2 separate regions of the Mus musculus genome follow, and region 1 is linked to region 2. The links are chromatin contacts, called in public Hi-C maps. All regions are on one chromosome and are shown on one strand. The core of a region is the stretch at or near the end of the contact, and the rest is flanking DNA. Distances in the headings are between cores, read along the strand shown.

What was found. A called contact is a pair of places that touch in the nucleus more often than the background predicts.
Region 1: a Hi-C map of liver shows a contact between it and region 2, with 4 times the contacts expected there. The contact joins two enhancer-like sites. A contact is called at or near these places in 1 of 484 Hi-C or Micro-C datasets (liver) and 3 of 115 datasets of contacts at active chromatin or transcription factors (CD8 T cells, embryonic stem cells and memory CD8 T cells).

What each region holds. Positions count from the first base shown.
Region 1 is chr12:25,784,714-25,789,484 of GRCm38.p6, forward strand. No RefSeq gene overlaps it. Among named protein-coding and RNA genes, the nearest start is that of Gm29835, 190 kb to the right of the region's middle. Within about 2 kb of position 1,683, at least 20 of the 459 cell types and tissues checked have an H3K27ac peak or open chromatin away from gene starts, as enhancers often do. A contact at or near this core is called in liver, where this site is marked.
Region 2 is chr12:25,307,425-25,312,105 of GRCm38.p6, forward strand. Gm46343 (a long non-coding RNA gene) reads left to right here. Exons shown (of 3, transcript XR_001780576.2): 3 at 2,933-3,821. Among named protein-coding and RNA genes, the nearest start is that of Gm46343, 6.0 kb to the left of the region's middle. Within about 2 kb of position 3,142, at least 105 of the 459 cell types and tissues checked have an H3K27ac peak or open chromatin away from gene starts, as enhancers often do. A contact at or near this core is called in liver, where this site is marked.

The sequences.
Region 1 (4,771 bases), core at 433-2,932, 480 kb after region 2:
GCTTAAGCTCCAAGCTTCCCCTCACCAGGAGCTGAGTGTGTGAACTTCCTGGGCTTCAGTTTCCCCAGCTGTAAAGTCTGGTCTGTATCGGTGAGCTCTGCTTAAGCCTTCGGAAGCTCACCCTCCTTATCAAGTGATTATAGGTATTCGCTTTTTGCCTATAGCGCTGCTGCTGCCTCTGCTTTCTCTGTGTATGCCGTGAGGATGGTGAAAGTGTTCACATACCGTGGTTCCCGGCACAGAGTCCCCTCTCCAATCATTCCCATGGCTACCCTTGGTGTAGCCATGTATCTTGGCTGTAAAGCTTGCTCTGCCCTTGGGGGCCTCAGTGTGGATTCTTGTATTTGTGACACATCAGACTAGAGCCATTAGCCAGGGCAAAGGAAGACCAGAGGAGGAACTGCTGAGCTGTGAGCAATGGGCTATTGTAAATATATAAATTAAATGGCCCTCATTACTGGAAGCTTATGCCATTTCTCTTGGTATAGGAAGGTTCCTGGATACCTTTAGAGTTACCTCCTCCACAGAGTCCACGATAGAACTCCATCAAGAGCACAGCTCTGCCCATCTCTGCAGTAATTCCATGCATGTTATATTTACTGTTGATGTGTGCGTGTAATATGTAATACATTCAAGTCAAAAGCACTCTGAGAGACAACCTGTCTACTCCTTCATTTTATAACCATTAAGTGAAGCAATGATTCATCTGAAAATCACAATATCAGAGCTCCCCAAACCCCACCTGCACTATTCTTTCCAGAACATCGTAGGAGGCATCTCAGTGAATGCAGACTATAAACTGAGATTCGGAAGACTGGAGGCAAATCTGGTCCATACCGATGCACTCTGCCTCCAGATTGCTTAAGCCTTCGGAAGCTCACCCTCTTTATCAAGTGAATATAGGTATTAACTTTTTGCCTATAGCGCTGCTGTGAGGATTAAACAAGGTGCTGTGTGTGACAGCACCTGGCTCCAGGCAGGTGCTTACTGAACGTTAGTTAGTTTCTTCCCCATCGCAATAGAACTTGCATATTTATTGGTGCTTGGAAACAGGAGAGAAACCGGAATGAACAAAGACTTCTGAGGGTACAGCTGGCCCAGCGCCTGTACTAGGAGGTGTACACAGGTGAGTGCCTTTAGGCATCGACCTGGACCAGATACTGAGCACCAGAGCAAGAGAGCAATGGGATCTTTCTTTTCTGGGAACACAAATTAACCGGCCAGGATGCTGTGGGCAATAGAAAGAAGGTTGTGAAACCCACAGGTGGCCCGGAGCATGGCACTGACCAGAGTCAATGTCAAGGCTGTTTTCCTCTGGGCTATACTCGTTGCCAGGTTTGCAGGGCCCACAGCCAAGTCAAACAGGGCTGCACACAGTCAGCATTGCACTTGCTCCAGGCTCTCCCAGGGATGGCTTCACCGGGCTCTGTGGGTCAAATGTTCACCCTGTGTCACCAGGAGGCAGTGCACCTGTATGGCTATTATATGCCTGCTGAGAAAGCAGCTCCTCTCCTCATAGCTCTTCCACCCCCTCCAAATTAAAAACAATACAAAACAAACCCCCAAAACAAAAAGGCTTCCATGTTTATCTCTCTTTAAAGCACAGAACTCTCACTGACTGCAACTTGTCAAGCCCTCCGCCAAGCCTAAACATTTGCCTTGGAACGGGGCCATCGGAACACAAGGAGTCACCACTGTCCCGGGCTGATGTGTCTTAAAAGAGCTTCAACAGTGGAAAGGCCATGAGCTCATCACTGTACCACGTAGATGGTCGAGTCTGAAGATTCAAATGAGAGGACGATTTGTTAGTTTCAATAGTGATTTCTTCACAGCATTTCTTTACTCTGTGCCGGCTACGTGCCTGGGCTCCCATGCCTGACTTCTTAACCATGAGCACTACTATCTGCTATTTGGTCCGTTCTTCGGGGACATGGACAGAGGTTTGCAGCAGAGCTAGGTGGCTTGCCCACTGGGCAAATGTGTGATGGAGTCAGAGCTCAAATCAAAGTGGGGTTTATTTGTTAAAAAAAAATGATCAGGTGGCTCTGACTATAACATACTAAGCAGGTGAGCAGGCGACAAAGAAATGAAAACCTCCTGAGATAAGAAGCTTAACAGAAATGTGGCTATCCACTTCGGCAGCCTGCAGACAAATAGCAGTCTTGGGAAGGCAGAAGGATGACTCCTGTATGTGTGTGTGTGTGTGTGTGTGTGTGTGTGTGTGTGTGTGTGTGTGTATGTGGTGTATGTGTGTTGTCTCTCCTTACAGCTGCAAGGCACCAGGCAAAGGGAAGCCCTTCCTAAGGTTTTTCTTTACTCTCCCTCTGCTTCTACAGTGGATACTGTTTGGAACAATCCCCCCACCCACCTGCAACTGGGTGTGTGTGTGTGTGTGTGTGTGTGTGTGTGTGTGTGTGTGTGGTGTCATATTCATGTCAAGGCTAAGGGACAGCCTTGGTTTTCCTCTTTAGGTGCTGTCCACCGTATTTTTATTTAGGCATTCTCACTGGCCAGAGGTCCCTAAGTAGCCTGAGCCAACTGAAAAGTGACCCTCAGGGACCCACTAGACTTCACCTCTCTACACTGAGATTAAGCACAAACCACACCCACTCTGTTTTGTTTTAAAAGGGCTTTTGAGAAACAAACTCAGTAGTACCTCACTCATGCTTGCAAGTCGGGTACTTTACTGACTTTATTAATAACCCAACTCTTACTCATTGTTTTAATGTCCACCGTTGCTAATTCTTCTACTTTCCAGAAACATCTCTGATCCTCCTGAGTTAATTAAAGTGCTGAGCACATGGGTCTATAGGCGCTGCTTGCAATGCAGGAGTCGCAGTCTAATCAATAGGTCTGTAGCATCACTTAGTAATGTTTAGAATTCTAGAAAAGAAGATGCCTGGACCAGGTCATGGGGATACAGGCACAGATTTACAGAGCTCCTCTTATAGGAGCTTGCACGTTCCTGCTGCTCATCTTGTCTTTATTTCTCTGCATGTGTTTTCATCATCTTAGGCTTTACACAGTGTCTGGTCTATGGTTAGGTGTGTACAGTTGTTCTGTATGTTTTCATGAAAAAAAAAATGCCCTCCTTTGATGAATGCAAGCATTGTGCACGTTCATGGAATATTGTATGAAGTTTAATGAATGTATAGATTGTTTGATTGTTTCCTTAGACATTATCTTTTTGTGTGTGTTAAGAGCATTCAAAATCCATTTGGAGTACACATCCAAAATTGTCATCTATAGTCATTCCACTGAGTGCCACATGTCAGAACTTCTTGTCAGGCTCCTAGCATCAGAGAATCAAGTCGAACTTAAATATTTGTTGAGCTCAACATGCTGCCATGCTTTGAACTCAATAGACAAACATTCGGGGGAAAGTTATTTTTATACCTTCCCGCTCTGGATTAAGGGAGGGTAGGAAAGGATTGGATGAAGCTAGAGACAGAGTGGCAGGAAGGTGGTAGACCTGAAATTGTCAGACAACCACTTATCGTTGGGAAGGGTATAAGGTGACCACAGCACTAGCAGACTGTTCTGGACGTAGTAAGGAGTTCCTGCAGGGGAGGAGTGGGTCAGCCTTTGAATCCCATATGGTGGTTCACAAGTCAGCCTACATGGAGTTGAGACACAATTGTCTGAATCCTGAGACTCAGTTGCCTGACTTAGTCACCCTTTGGACCTTGATGAGAACAACCAGACATTTTGAGTGGTTATGCACTGGTAATTTGAGAAAAATTGATCCAGAAAAGGCTTCAAATAAAACAATCATGCTTTGTTCTCCAGCTCGAAGCCTCTTGATGTTCATGACTATTTAAATTTCCTAACTTTTGTGTTCATAGGGGTTGTCAGGGAAGCAAGACTGAACAGAGTAACACTTTGCAGGGCTTGGAATGGAGTATCTCAAAAGTTAGGGTTGGGAAGGGGAGCCTGAATCCCTCATACAGCCCCCTCCCACCCTCTTTGCCTAGACTAGACTTTCAGACTATGACATTGGATGCTGTGTTCACCCCTCACAGGACCATGTCTTTGTTAGACCTTCTCTGGAGACAGGATACCTTCCTCCATCCACTGACAGCATGGTTCTCCTTCCTACCTTCTGTTTACACCTTTCTTCATTGTGGAATGACCGTGGACACACCATGTTAGAGGCATATTCTAATCCTTTATATTTCCATATGACTTGCCATATGAAAGTCTGAGTGAGAATACTAATAAGAACTATTTTTTATTTATGGAATCAAGTCATGCATGTTCACCTACTATGGGTGGGTCATAAATGTACCATATTTAGCCAATGCCATAAATGCCACATAATATGTATCTCAATCATTTAACAAAATGGCTATTTTTACTGAGCAACTCCTACATCTAACTGGACACTAGAGATTCACAGAAGAGAAGAGAACACTGCCTTTGACATTTAGATCATTATAGCCCTCCATATTTACCCTTAGATTTATCCAGAGTTAGGTCCTAACTGACTGGATCTTCAGTCTTCTGCTCATTATACTGAAACAAATAGATAAAACGCAGAACTTGTTCTTCTCTAGACTTCCCAAAAGATTTGAAAAATATGACTTTTTTGTTTCATTAGGTCCTCATCTTTTTTTTTCTCTAGGAAAAGAACAAAATGAAAACTGGCAATTTTGACAGATCCAGCCATTGCTACACGGTGGGAGGAATCTGGCCTAGCTGTGGAAGGAGTAGACCCTGAATACAGATTCCCTGAATACCTTGTCTTGTACCCATTCTTCCATCAGAAAAC
Region 2 (4,681 bases), core at 1,892-4,391:
AAACGCCAACCTAACTGGCAGCTGGGGATGAGTGGAGTTTTAAAATTAGGGGCTCCTTCGGCTCTGCGCTTCTCTGTGCCAGAGCACAGGTCATTTCAATTTCCTGTTCTATTGCACAGTTGTGGAGGGAAATGTGTTTAATGGCCCGTTTTTACCCTAAATGAACTCTAAGAAGAACTGTACCAGTGGAGTCTGATGGGATATTTTGGAAATGGGGAATATGTGGTCCAAGAAGATGGCAAAGACAGATTCCTTTCCTGGAGAAACTGTTTGCACAGGGATGGAACGGGAGGCATCAGGCTCCTGAGTCTATGATCGGCTGTAGACGGTGCCTTCTTTCTCCCCTAGCAGCATGAAGAAGCTAGTAGTGTCTCCTGGCTCTGTGTCTTTATAGATTTGCCTCAGCATGTGGCCAGTGGGAAGGCTTTCTGTATTGGAATTCTGACTATTGTGCTGTAGGATTCTGCAGTCTGGAGGGGAAAGTGTGGAAGGAGGGAGAGAGGAGGGATATGGAGGAAGGCATGGAAGGAGAGGAAGAGGGAAAGAGGAAGAGGGCCCATGTTTACAAGCCTTTGCTTGGCAATTGAGGCAAGATTCCGAGGTACCATTGCTTCTGAAGGTGGCTCCTGCCCATGGCTTCTAAGGGACTCCTGAGGTATCTGTTGGTCCTTCAGAGGAAAGCTGCCCCTGGGGTAGTGCAGAGTCACAACAAGACCAGCACACAGGCTCAATATGGCTTGCAGCTCTCACCATAGCACACATTCAAGGCTTTCTCAAAGGAAGCATTTACTTGGCATTCCCATATTTAGGTTATGAAACCAACTCAATGAGAGAGAGAGAGAGGGGGGGGGAGAGAGAGAGAGAGAGAGAGAGAGAGAGAGAGAGAGAGAGAGAGAGAGAGAGAGAGAGAGAGAGAGAGAGATATTGAGATTTGCAAGTGTAGATTTCTTGTAGAAAATCGATCAACTTGTTAGGGCCTCTCTCTGGGGTTCTTCAGGATTTCAAGTATCTGTGCTTGCTAACTCAGTGAATCCTTACTGGGCATCTACTACAGGCTGCTGGTAGAAAGCAGAGACTGAGAGGAAAGTGATATGCAGTCTTAGTGGCACAAGTTTCTAATCTAAAAGAAACTCTAAGTTGTAGCCTCATGCCAGTCAATGGACAGTAGTTTTCCTCCCAGGAAGTAATGGGAACCTCAGATCTGTTAAATGAGGTCTGTGATAGAGCTGTGTGTGGATTGAAAGAGTTAGTGTGTTGCAGTTTAGAATAGCATCCATACCATGAGAGGTCTATAGATGCTGTAACTTATATAATTTTCATAGCCTTGTAAGATATGACTTTGATCAGGATTTTACATGGAAGAAACCTGAGGCCCAGAGCAGAATGTTCTGCTTGTCCATGGCAGCCTCAGCCTTGCACTTTGAAGCATGTCTGCCTAGCAGCCTTTTTGGTGTAGCATCATTCTGGCAGAGTGTACTCGAAGAAAGCACACCAGTACACAACAGTAAAGTGTTGCCAGCCACTGTCTTCCTCAGTGTCTAACATTCCCCATTTAAGTATTGGCTGCAATGTCAAGATATACATCAGCACCGGGGACCCCAACCTACTTTGTGAAGACCTTTTTTTTTTCCCTTCTATATTTTCCCTTCAAATAAGAAGAGTGCTGTTTTCTCTATTTAAAAGTTTAATCTAGTTTCTTCCCCAAATATGCCTTGTAGCCTACTTTAATGTTCTCACTCCAGAAGTAATTATACCCTGGACCATGAAAGCACAAATCAGTCCGAATAAGGAGAAGAGGAACCACACCAATAGACATGACTTTAAGCTATCCTCCCCTTCTGGCTGCATGTACCCTCATCACTCCTGAGTATTGCTCTCTCCCATGGTGTTGCTTTAAATCTTGGATTGCTCTAAGGTCTATTGGCCTTGGCCTTCTCCCCTGTGAAAGGGGGACTGACAGGTTTAGCAGGTGTCTAAGCACCAGATACTAGGGCGAATACAGTATTTATGACAGTTGCTGTTTTATGGCTATGGTGCCGTGAGTCATCTCTCTGTCTACTATGTTTAAGTCCAAGCAGAATCTGGGTCCAGTCTATACCTGAGACTTCCTTCATGTTCACCCTTGTAGCCCCGGTCTGGGACATGACGAGGCAATGAACCAGTTGAGTTAGGTAAAGGAGTTAAGTTGCGATGATGACTTCCTTTCGTGCTAGCTTTCCCATCAATTTTTTGCCCCTTTGGAGCTTGCTGAGGGTGGAGAAACCCTATGAGGCTTACCTTGTCATAGGGGTCATGGTTGATCTCTGATCTCTGGTCCCAGATCCAATCCCATGATTAATAGATCCCAGATCATCTTGCTAGTATCTTTCTGAGAAATCAGGCCACACCTACTCTTCTCAGTCTCCCTCTTTCTGGACAGAACAGCTGACCTCCCCCTCCCCCTTATATCTGTAAGCAAGAGTTGCTTCCCTCCCCATCACCCAGACCCAAGGCAACCTTGAATTGGACTCCTGTCATGTGCAGAACCCATCCTAATGCATGGTAGGTACAGTAAGTAGGTCATGCAGAGTGGAACTTAGCCCCCCCTTCAACAGAGGCCTACAAGAGCACGTTATTGTCTTTGTTCCCATAAAGCTGAAGGCTCCTTCTGTCTCCTTCTGGACCCCATCATGTTGTCTGTGACACAACGCTGTACCTCCTAACCTTTATAACTAAAGGGAACTGATGTCTCCACGTTCAGCATCACTGTCATGCTATATATAACAACTGTCTATATCTAATGTTCTCCTACTTCAGAGTCCCTTCATGGCTGCCATGGCCACAATGCTATAACTCTTCTAAACTGGTTGTTTTGAAGAAGAACTTCATCTCGGCTTTGTACCACAGGTAAGATCATCTATGAGTTAAAATAGTCTCCACCACTCTCCTACAGGTCATGAAGTACCCTGCTGAAGGAAGTTGGGGAGGGACTAAGCAGATGACTGTGCCTGCGCCTGGACAACCTCCAGCTTTTCGAGTGAAGTGCCAAGGTCCTTCTGTTGCATCATGACCACACTTGTTTTAATTTACTTTTTTGACACAGGGTTTCATGGACCCAAGGCTGCCCTTGGCTGCTTTTCATAGCCAAGGCTGACCTTAAACGTCCAGTCCTCTGCCCCCATTTCTGTGGTAGGTGAGCACTGGCTGAGCAGCAGTCCTGCCCTATTGCTTCTAATCTTAGCAACCACCAATTTACATAGATTGAGTCTCAGATCCCACTTTTCCTGTGAATGCAGAAAGGTTTGGCTGTGGATCCTTGGCTGGCAGTGAGGGTAGAAAGGGATCAAGTTACAAGCCTTTGGAAGACTCCACTTCTGTTTATAGCAGGGTGGCGGCTTCCCTTTATTAGAGGAGGAAAATTACAGTCCACTTAAGGGAAGTCACACTGCAGTCCTGCTGTATCTCCAAGACCCCCTTTCTCTTGCACTTTTCCTGTTTATCTCTCCTGCTCATTCCACGTTAAGAGTTTTCTCACCATCAAGAGTTTATATCTGCACCTTCATAGAGTATTCGTTTGGGTAGATTTAGGACAGATAGAGATCTAAAAGTAGCACTTCTTTTTTTTCCCTAGACAAAAACCCAAGGGAAATTTAATGACTAGCATGTGAGGCATTGCCATTGCTATGTGGCTAGCTTCCTTTTCTTTCTATGGACCTCTGAAAACCTAGGTCTTTTTGTTTTTGAGACATGGTCTTCCAAAATAGTCCAGACTAGTCTTGAACTTTCAATCCTCCTGTCTTACCTTCCCATTCCAAGTGCTGGGATGTACCCAATAAGCTGTTCTATCTATCTATCTATCTATCTATCTATCTATCTATCTATCTATCTATCTATCTATCTATCTATCTGTCTGTCTGTCTGTCTGTCTGTCTGTCTGTCTGTCTGTCTGTCTGTCTGTCTGTCTGTCTGTCTATCAATCTATCTATCTATCTATCTATCTATCTATCTATCTATCTATCTATCTATCTATCTATCTATCTATCTATCCATCCATGTATGTGTGTATATACGTACATGCATTGGTACGTGTGTGCTGTGGTATATGTGTGGAGGTGAGAAGGCAATTTGTGGAAGGCTGTACTTTTCTTTTACCATGTGATTCTTGGGGATGGAACTCAGGTCATTAGGCCTGGCAGCAGTTGCCTTCTCCCAAGCCATTTCACCAGCCCCTAAAGTCATTGAAGGTAAAGAAGTACAAAGAGGTAAAGAAGCTGTGAGCCTCTTGAGTGAACTGATGGGTCCTTGACTCTTCCTGTTGTATAGAGATGGAGGCCAGTGAGCTAGCAGTTGGGAAGGCTCCTGAGAGAACACAAAGAACTTTGCCTCCAGTCCGTGTGAAACAGGTGAAGACGTTAGTCAGAACCCGTTGCTTTCAGTCAGTTTCACAATGGCTGCGCTCTGCCAGGGAACTTCCTCTACTAACCTGACTGTGGTTACAGGTGGCAGTGAGTGGCTGGAGAAGCTTGAGTCACAACTCACCACTGTGGGCCCTTCCAACAACCACCGGGCCTGTCTGGAAGTGCAACTCCAGGTCTGGTGGAAGTGAAAGCTGACTTAGGAGCCACCCGGGTCTATTTTGGGGGTTCTGTCTGAGCTCACCCCTCACCTATCTGAAGGGCTGGCTTAATGCGGTTTCCTTTCT